Linked DNA regions of Drosophila melanogaster: region 1 is linked to region 2. A link is a contact called in public Hi-C data. All regions are on one chromosome and are shown on one strand. The core of a region is the stretch at or near the end of the contact, and the rest is flanking DNA. Distances in the headings are between cores, read along the strand shown. Region 1 holds the start of nuf (nuclear fallout). Region 2 holds the start of Pex1 (Peroxin 1).

Evidence for each region. Hi-C and Micro-C count contacts between places; a contact is called where the count stands out from the background.
Region 1: a contact with region 2 is called in a Hi-C map of the Kc167 cell line, with 4 times the contacts expected there. A contact is called at or near these places in 5 of 107 Hi-C or Micro-C datasets (the Clone 8 cell line, the Kc167 cell line and embryo) and 3 of 7 datasets of targeted methods (the Kc167 cell line and the S2 cell line).

The regions. Positions count from the first base shown.
Region 1 is chr3L:14,188,685-14,192,151 of dm6, forward strand. nuf (nuclear fallout) reads left to right here and starts at 2,186. Exons shown (of 12, transcript NM_001259821.2): 1 at 2,186-2,907. nan (nanchung) reads right to left here and starts at 964. Exons shown (of 9, transcript NM_140439.3): 1 at 340-964; 2 at 1-214. The coding sequence starts at 738.
Region 2 is chr3L:14,070,334-14,073,988 of dm6, forward strand. Pex1 (Peroxin 1) reads left to right here and starts at 1,559. Exons shown (of 9, transcript NM_143759.3): 1 at 1,559-1,727; 2 at 1,802-1,928; 3 at 2,049-2,152; 4 at 2,426-2,540; 5 at 2,599-3,655. The coding sequence starts at 1,635. Frl (Formin-like) reads left to right here. Exons shown (of 9, transcript NM_001144476.3): 9 at 1-1,250.

The DNA of each region.
Region 1 (3,467 bases), core at 936-3,435, 120 kb after region 2:
CTGCGTTGGCATCCAGCAGATACTTCACCATTGCCGGATCTTCATTGACGATGGCAATGTGCAGGACACTCTCTCCATAATACTCGTCGCTCATGTAAATGTCCAGGATGAGTTTCGGGTAGAATTTTAGCAATCTTTTGGCGAGATCTGCGTGCAAGGAAGATGCATTTAGCAGGCACAAATGGAGAATAGTTTCGCCCACAGCGCCACGCATCTGAAAAAGATTAATAAATTTAAAATTAACTGTGTTTACTCTAAAATATATAGACCAAAAAAGCAGTAGTATGAAACCATCAATACAATCGATTTGGGCTTATTCACTCCACATTATACACTCACATTAAGATCCCAGCAGACGAATCGATAGGCCGTAGGATTGGAGATATACTCGGCCTCCGAAACCTCGGGGCAGTAGTCATGGATGTTGAAATCGTCGTCAGGATTCTCGAGGGCTCGGATCTCGGGCAATTGGCGAGTGCGTGGGCGATCCCGATTTCGCAGCAGTACGAGCTTCGAGATGGGAAAATACCGTCCAGCGCCCTTGTTGTACAGAAAGGGCTCCACTTTGGTTTTGATAGCATGATCGATCTCAGCAAACTGTTTGGTTTGACAGGCTCTTTTCATCATGTCCACCAGGAGTCCACCGCCCTTGAGATTCACGAACTTGTATAGAGCCTGGGTGGAGACTCCGGCCTGCTTCTTCACCCCGCTGGTAACATTGCTCTCCGTATTCCCCATTATCCGATCCCAAATTCACTCTTCCCCTGGGTTTTTTTTTTATAATTTCTAAACGCTTTTAAACCGCGACATTGCTGGAGGAACTGTCTGCTCTTGGAATTTTCTATTTGTTATGGCGAGGTCCTTGTCCATTGGTGGCTATTGATAAAACATTTCCGTGCACGTCCGTTGCCAATGCAACAGCTGAACTTGAGCTCCTTTGCTTTGTTTACGCTGTGTTGCTACGACATCGTACCTGTTGCACCTGTTCAACAAGTCTCATTGGCCTCTTCTATGGGTTTGGTTTGCTTATCATGAATCTATCAACGAAATGTAGGTGAGTCGTGTATTACTTGTTATCTTGTTTTTTTACATGTATAATTTAATTTTACATTTTTATGTCAGGTAAACATTTAAAAAAATTAATAGTGTTACATATTTATAAAATACTTTAAAAAAATGTATAAAGTCCACTATGAAGCCTAGCTTTAAAAATGTATTTTTTCATTATTTAAGTTTGGGGAACAATGATTTATAAATAAATAAACGGTTTATTACTTTTAAAAATGAATTTTGAATTCGAAAATTATTGACTTAAACAGTGTGGTTCATGTCCTCGCTGTCAGGGCTTAGCCGTGTCAATATTTTCTACATTTTTAACTACACGAGTATTCTACAAGATTTGTTACACAGCGTTCACACCAGACAATACTCAAAATTTCACTTTCAATTATAAGCAATTTAAATCATTTATTGAAATTTATGTTTTCATTAAGGTCACTTTATTCTACAGTCCAGAACTGACAGTTAACAGATAACCTAGCAGAAAAAAGTGTCAATGACTTCGTAGCGATGACGTGGAAAAATTTTATGCGGAACTAAAGTGGATTTCAACTTATGATTTGCTAGAGTGAGCCCGCTTGCCATAAGGACATAAAATATTATAGCTTTGATATCTCCCAAAATATTTCAGCTAATTAATTGGGACAACAACCCAAATGAAGCTATCGAATAATAATCGATTAAGCAAAAAAGGCGGCTAAAGTATATGTTTATTAAAGTCGCTTAGTAGTTCGATAGGTCTTAGCGAGGACTAGGTCCGATAACAACTTTGGTATGTGTCTACGATAGTCCAATCAGACAGTTGAAATAAAACTCTAATGTATTTCCTAAGGTAAATACTTTACAAGAAAGCTATATAAATAAAGTTCTATAACACCTATGAAAATTATATATGTGCAAAATAAAAAAATTAGATAGAGCACAAAAGCATTTGTGTTTCAGAAACCTGCTACTCTGTTAAGTAGTTCAAAATATCAGAGAGTTAACATAGCTAGCGAAAAGAAGAGTGACCGTGTTTGTGGCAGCGAAATATACTGCATGTAAGCAATCCTAAGAAATCAAGGATATTGTGGATCTACGAGACTGGCCACACTTTGCCATATATAAGCCAATGCAAACCGGAAACAACGCGATTTCGGTCGTCGAATTTAGTTTGAAGCGGACGCATCGTCGGGCTGGCATATATCGAAACTGCAATTGCATTTTTTTAATATTTTTACTCGTAATCAAGCGTTAGTTGTTGCTGCGCGCGTGAAGTCGAATTGTATAGAAGTATCGGAAAACGACATTATTTAAAACCATTAGGAATATACAATTGGACTTTGGCGTTTTATTACTTTTACATATTTTCGATAGCGCGCGCGGTGATATTTCCCACGTAAAACCACCAAATCACAACACAGCTCAAAAAATAAGTTAAAGACGTTGCCAACGTTACGCACGCGTACAAATACAATTTACCAATAAAAAATGCAGCTATAAGTGCTTTGATATGCGAAGAATGCTGAATTAAGTGAAAGTGTAAGAAAATCGAATAAAACACAATAAACAAAGCCGATTTTAGGCAATATTCGGCTCAACTACCTGTTCTGCAACAAATACATAAACAGAAACAACAACAACACCGAGATCCAACTGTTGCGCTTCGCCGGCTATCTTCGTCTCCCTCTCTCCTTAGACTGCGCGCGTGTGTGTGTGTGTTCCTGTATTTTCACCATTCAGTTGTTGTTGTGGCTTTTCGCCAAGTGCAAATAATTCGTTTTTTTTTGTTTTTAACCAAATTCATGTTCAGCTAACGGTTAAAGCCACTCGTCTGCTCCAATTGGATACGCAAATATATTTCAACAGGTGCGTTGCCCGAACTAACTGTGTGCAAAACGGTTCCCAATTAGCAAATGTTTAAACTGTACTGTTATACTGTTTCTTTAAAAGAAGAAGAGGGAAAAACGAGATAACTGAATAGATAAGGAGATCTAATTGGGCAATAATAACTACTTTTGGGTGCAAAATATTAAGTTCTATAGTACAAATCTCGAAAGTTAAACCTCCTACAGAATCTGACTGTAGGAAAGATAATATACCCCAAATGATCTCATCTCATCTAATCTGATCTTTAGTTTATACTAAGCTTATACTAAGACAGAGTTATAAATATTTCGAGATAAATAGTTTCTTTACAGCTAAGCTGTGAAACTATTTAAAAAAAAGTAGCTTGTCATATTAAGTATTCAACTTATCCTAATAGTTTACTATGTAAATTAGGTTAGGAAAACATAAAATGATATTATAGGCATGATATCATTTAAACATATTATTGTTAGAGAAAGTAATGTTTGTTATTTAACACATTTATATTAACTGCGTGACTAGTGTGCCTGTCAGATGACGCACTTAATTGCTTCCCATCC
Region 2 (3,655 bases), core at 309-2,808:
TTCGAATATTTTTCAATATATTTTTAAGTAAAGTCCAACATAACCGTATACTGGAGTCTCAATTCCGAACGGAACTTTTATAGCACAAGCACAACATCCATTCTGTGAATCTCGCCTACAATTTTGAGAAACATTTATATCGCCAAAATTTTGTTTTAAAAACCGCATTTTAATTTGATTGCTTAAGATCTTAAGCTTAAGCTTAGATCTTAAGTTGAACTTGAAAATTCGAATGGTGTATTTATCAAATCTTTTGTTGTTAAATAATGATTTAACTCTTACCCTGTGTACATACATATACTTACATATATATCAAATTATATATGTGCTATTTAATTATATTTTTTAAACTTACGTTTTAACCAAATACGAAATACTTGCTGCATCCATCCGAGATGGCAAATCCGCATGAATATAGAGAGCCTACATATGTAATTCCGAATTTTAATTAATTTTATGAAATTAGTAAGTCAAATAAGCATTGAATTGTATGAGAAGAGAGTAAAACGCATTAAACTTTTGTATATTTTTCTATTTAATCGAATATTTATGTTGTTATTTTTTCACTCCGCACACAGCCAGCTACGAAAGTCCAAACGAACGCCAAAATATTGCATGCCAGAAGAAATGATTTTTAGAATATTTTACACTAAATGAACCACACATTTTATAAAATTTTATTCAAATTTTTATACAAAGGATATATTAAACAATATTAAAATATATTCCATTTATATGCCAATTTATTCTCACGAACAACAACAAATTGAAGAAGACTGATATAAAGCAGTTTACTATAAAGCAGCAGAACATTACACGCAAATTAAACTGAAAAGCTTTTGTAATCTCTTTTGGATAGTGTCTTCTCGCGATATTTAGATACTTAGATATATATTTAAAAAATGCAATAACGAATTTAGTTGAACTATAAGCACAGTTTTATTGTATTTAAATATTTACAAGTGCCATCGGCATCCTTATGCATACATATCCTTTCAATATCTTTTTCTGTTTAATTTGCAAAAATAAGGAAAAAGCGCAAGAGGAGATAAGTTCGCAACGTTTTAATGCAAACATACACGATTAGCACGCTCTGCATTGTTAGTTTTTAAATATTGTGTTATTTAATTTGATAAGACGCCAGCATGGTATACGAGGAGCGAAAGTGAAGGGAAATCGATATATTAAATATAAAATGCCGGATCTTTTGTACACATTTACATGACTATATTGAACACTCGAACTATTTTAAATAAAATATTATTAACCCAATAAACTAGCCAAAAACTAAAGTGTGTTTCCTTTTTTGAACGTAACTGATTCATTGCAAGTTTTAACTATTACAATTTCCTTTTAAATATAGAATAACATTTACTACGAGCTGTAATATTTATTTTATGTCTGTTCTCACGTAAATTTGAAAAACGGTTATGGCAGCGGTCACTGCTGGGAACAGTTGAAAAGGGCCATCTCTAATCAGCTGTCTCACCTGTTGCGCAAGTATCGGCTCAGCTGATGCGCGAGCTCCCATCTCTAATAAAGCAAAAGTAAATTCCGCTGAGAGCAGAAGTTTAGTGCGAAAATGATTTAAACCAGGAAGGAGCGTACTAAATTCACACACGCCCACAACGAGAATGTTCAAACGCACTTTTAAGGTGGTCTATCGGCCCATCAGGAGCAACTTTGTTCTGCTGCCGGATCAGTACTACGGCGTCGTTTCGACCTATGTAAGTGTCTAAAGGTCTTCGCTCCATTCAGATTAGATACGCCAAAGATTAATCCGGTGAACCATTCTGATTAGGACACGGGCTGCCTGAGCTTGCAGTACAATGGTCGGACGCATTACGCCTCCTGGGCGCCACAAAAGGGCGGCGGCGGCATTAAAGACACCGAGATTGGGATCAATGCCAGAGCGGCCAAGGAGATCGGTAAGCCATTACTTAACGGCCGGATGTGCATCGGTTGCCAATGTGCCGTAATATTGGACTCCGGCCATCTGCCCCGTACCTCGTACGCTAGCAGCACCCACTTACCCTTTCTTGCCGTAGGTCTGCACGAGAATGATCTGGTCAAGTGTGCGCTCATCGCTGACGTTCTCAACCTGCGCAGCGTCCACGTTACCCCCGTCTCGTCCAAGGACTGGGAGATCATAGTGAGTGACGGTTTCGCCTGCTTGGCGGCGTGGCCAGCAATCAGCGGTCAGCTTAAAAATAGACAAGTCCGTTTATATCGGATTAGCATTTGGCGCGGGCGTGCGCTTGGTCTTTATTTATACTGCCATTGCTTGGCCGGCATTGCCATTGACCCGCTGAATTGATTGGATTAAATTAACCAATTAATTAACCTTTAATCAGATTTCCCCTTTCTGTAAGGGGCTTAATTCATATACTTGCTTTTATTAATATGAAAACACACGTTTTTGCAGGAACTTAGCACTGAAAAGATATCGGGCAGTGTGCTGGAACAAACTCGCATAGTGAATTCAACGCAGATCCTTATTGTTTGGATTAATAAGTCGATGCAAGTTGCGCTGACAGTGGGTAAATATATGCCATCAACGAAATGTCGTTTGTATTAATTTGGAAACCATTTTGTTAGATCGTCTGAAGCCGCACATGAACTACGGGAGAATAGATCACAATACGGAACTCGTGGTGGCGCCCAATCTGTACAAGGGTCTGACCAATGGAACTTCAAATGGTGTTATAGAGGAAAACACAAAACTCTCCAGAAGTAAAACCACTGCCCAGGTCAAGGATGAGCTGACTGAAAAGTTAACACCGTTGACCCATTCCTCCACGGTGTCCAATGTGAAAAATACTATTCAGCGTAACAAGCGTCAGGATCACATGGAGCGTCTTAAAAAGGACTTGCGCCGCGAAAGCTCGCGTAGCTTCGAATTTCGTGTCATTCGAGGTCTATGGCGGGAGCAGGCCCAGGAGTCGGATGTGTTTGTGAACGGAAAGCATCTGCCTGAGTTCTTTGATCTAGATCTATTCTATTGCATGCACACCGCAGCCGACAAGGATTACTATGTGAGAGTGCGCACAGTAGAAGACGATATTGAGGACGATCTACCAGAAACCATTCATCCATCGATCGAACTAAATGCCAATCTTATGAAGTTGCTGGGTATTAAGGAATTGGAACGAGTGGTTCTAAGACCTAAAACTACCGTAGTTAACTTTGTAGAAAAAATTGAGCTATTTGCCAACAAGAAGACGCACTACAAAATCATGGAGAACGCATTTAAGCGATTTGTGATAGAGAGAACTCAGCACAAGCCGATGCTCTTCAACCAGGAGGAGGTGGTACGGCTGGAGGACGATTTACTGGTTACTGTTGGAATTTTACCAGAACACTTTCGTTATTGCGTGGTGGACGCGCAGTTTCTGAAGGAGTCCAAGATCTACGCAGCAGATCTGGTGCGTCCGGTTGGCGAGATTATTAAGGAGGAGACGCCTCCGACATCGCCACTAAGTGTTCAGGATCTCATCCAGTTACCGGAGTACGATAAGATTGTGGATCAGGTAGTTCAGGAATTGCGAATGAATCTATGCCTCAGTGCTGACAATTCCGTCATGCGTCAGTGCAATGTCCTACTCGCTGGTGCCTCGGGAACGGGTAAAACAGTTCTTGTGGAGCGCATTTTGGA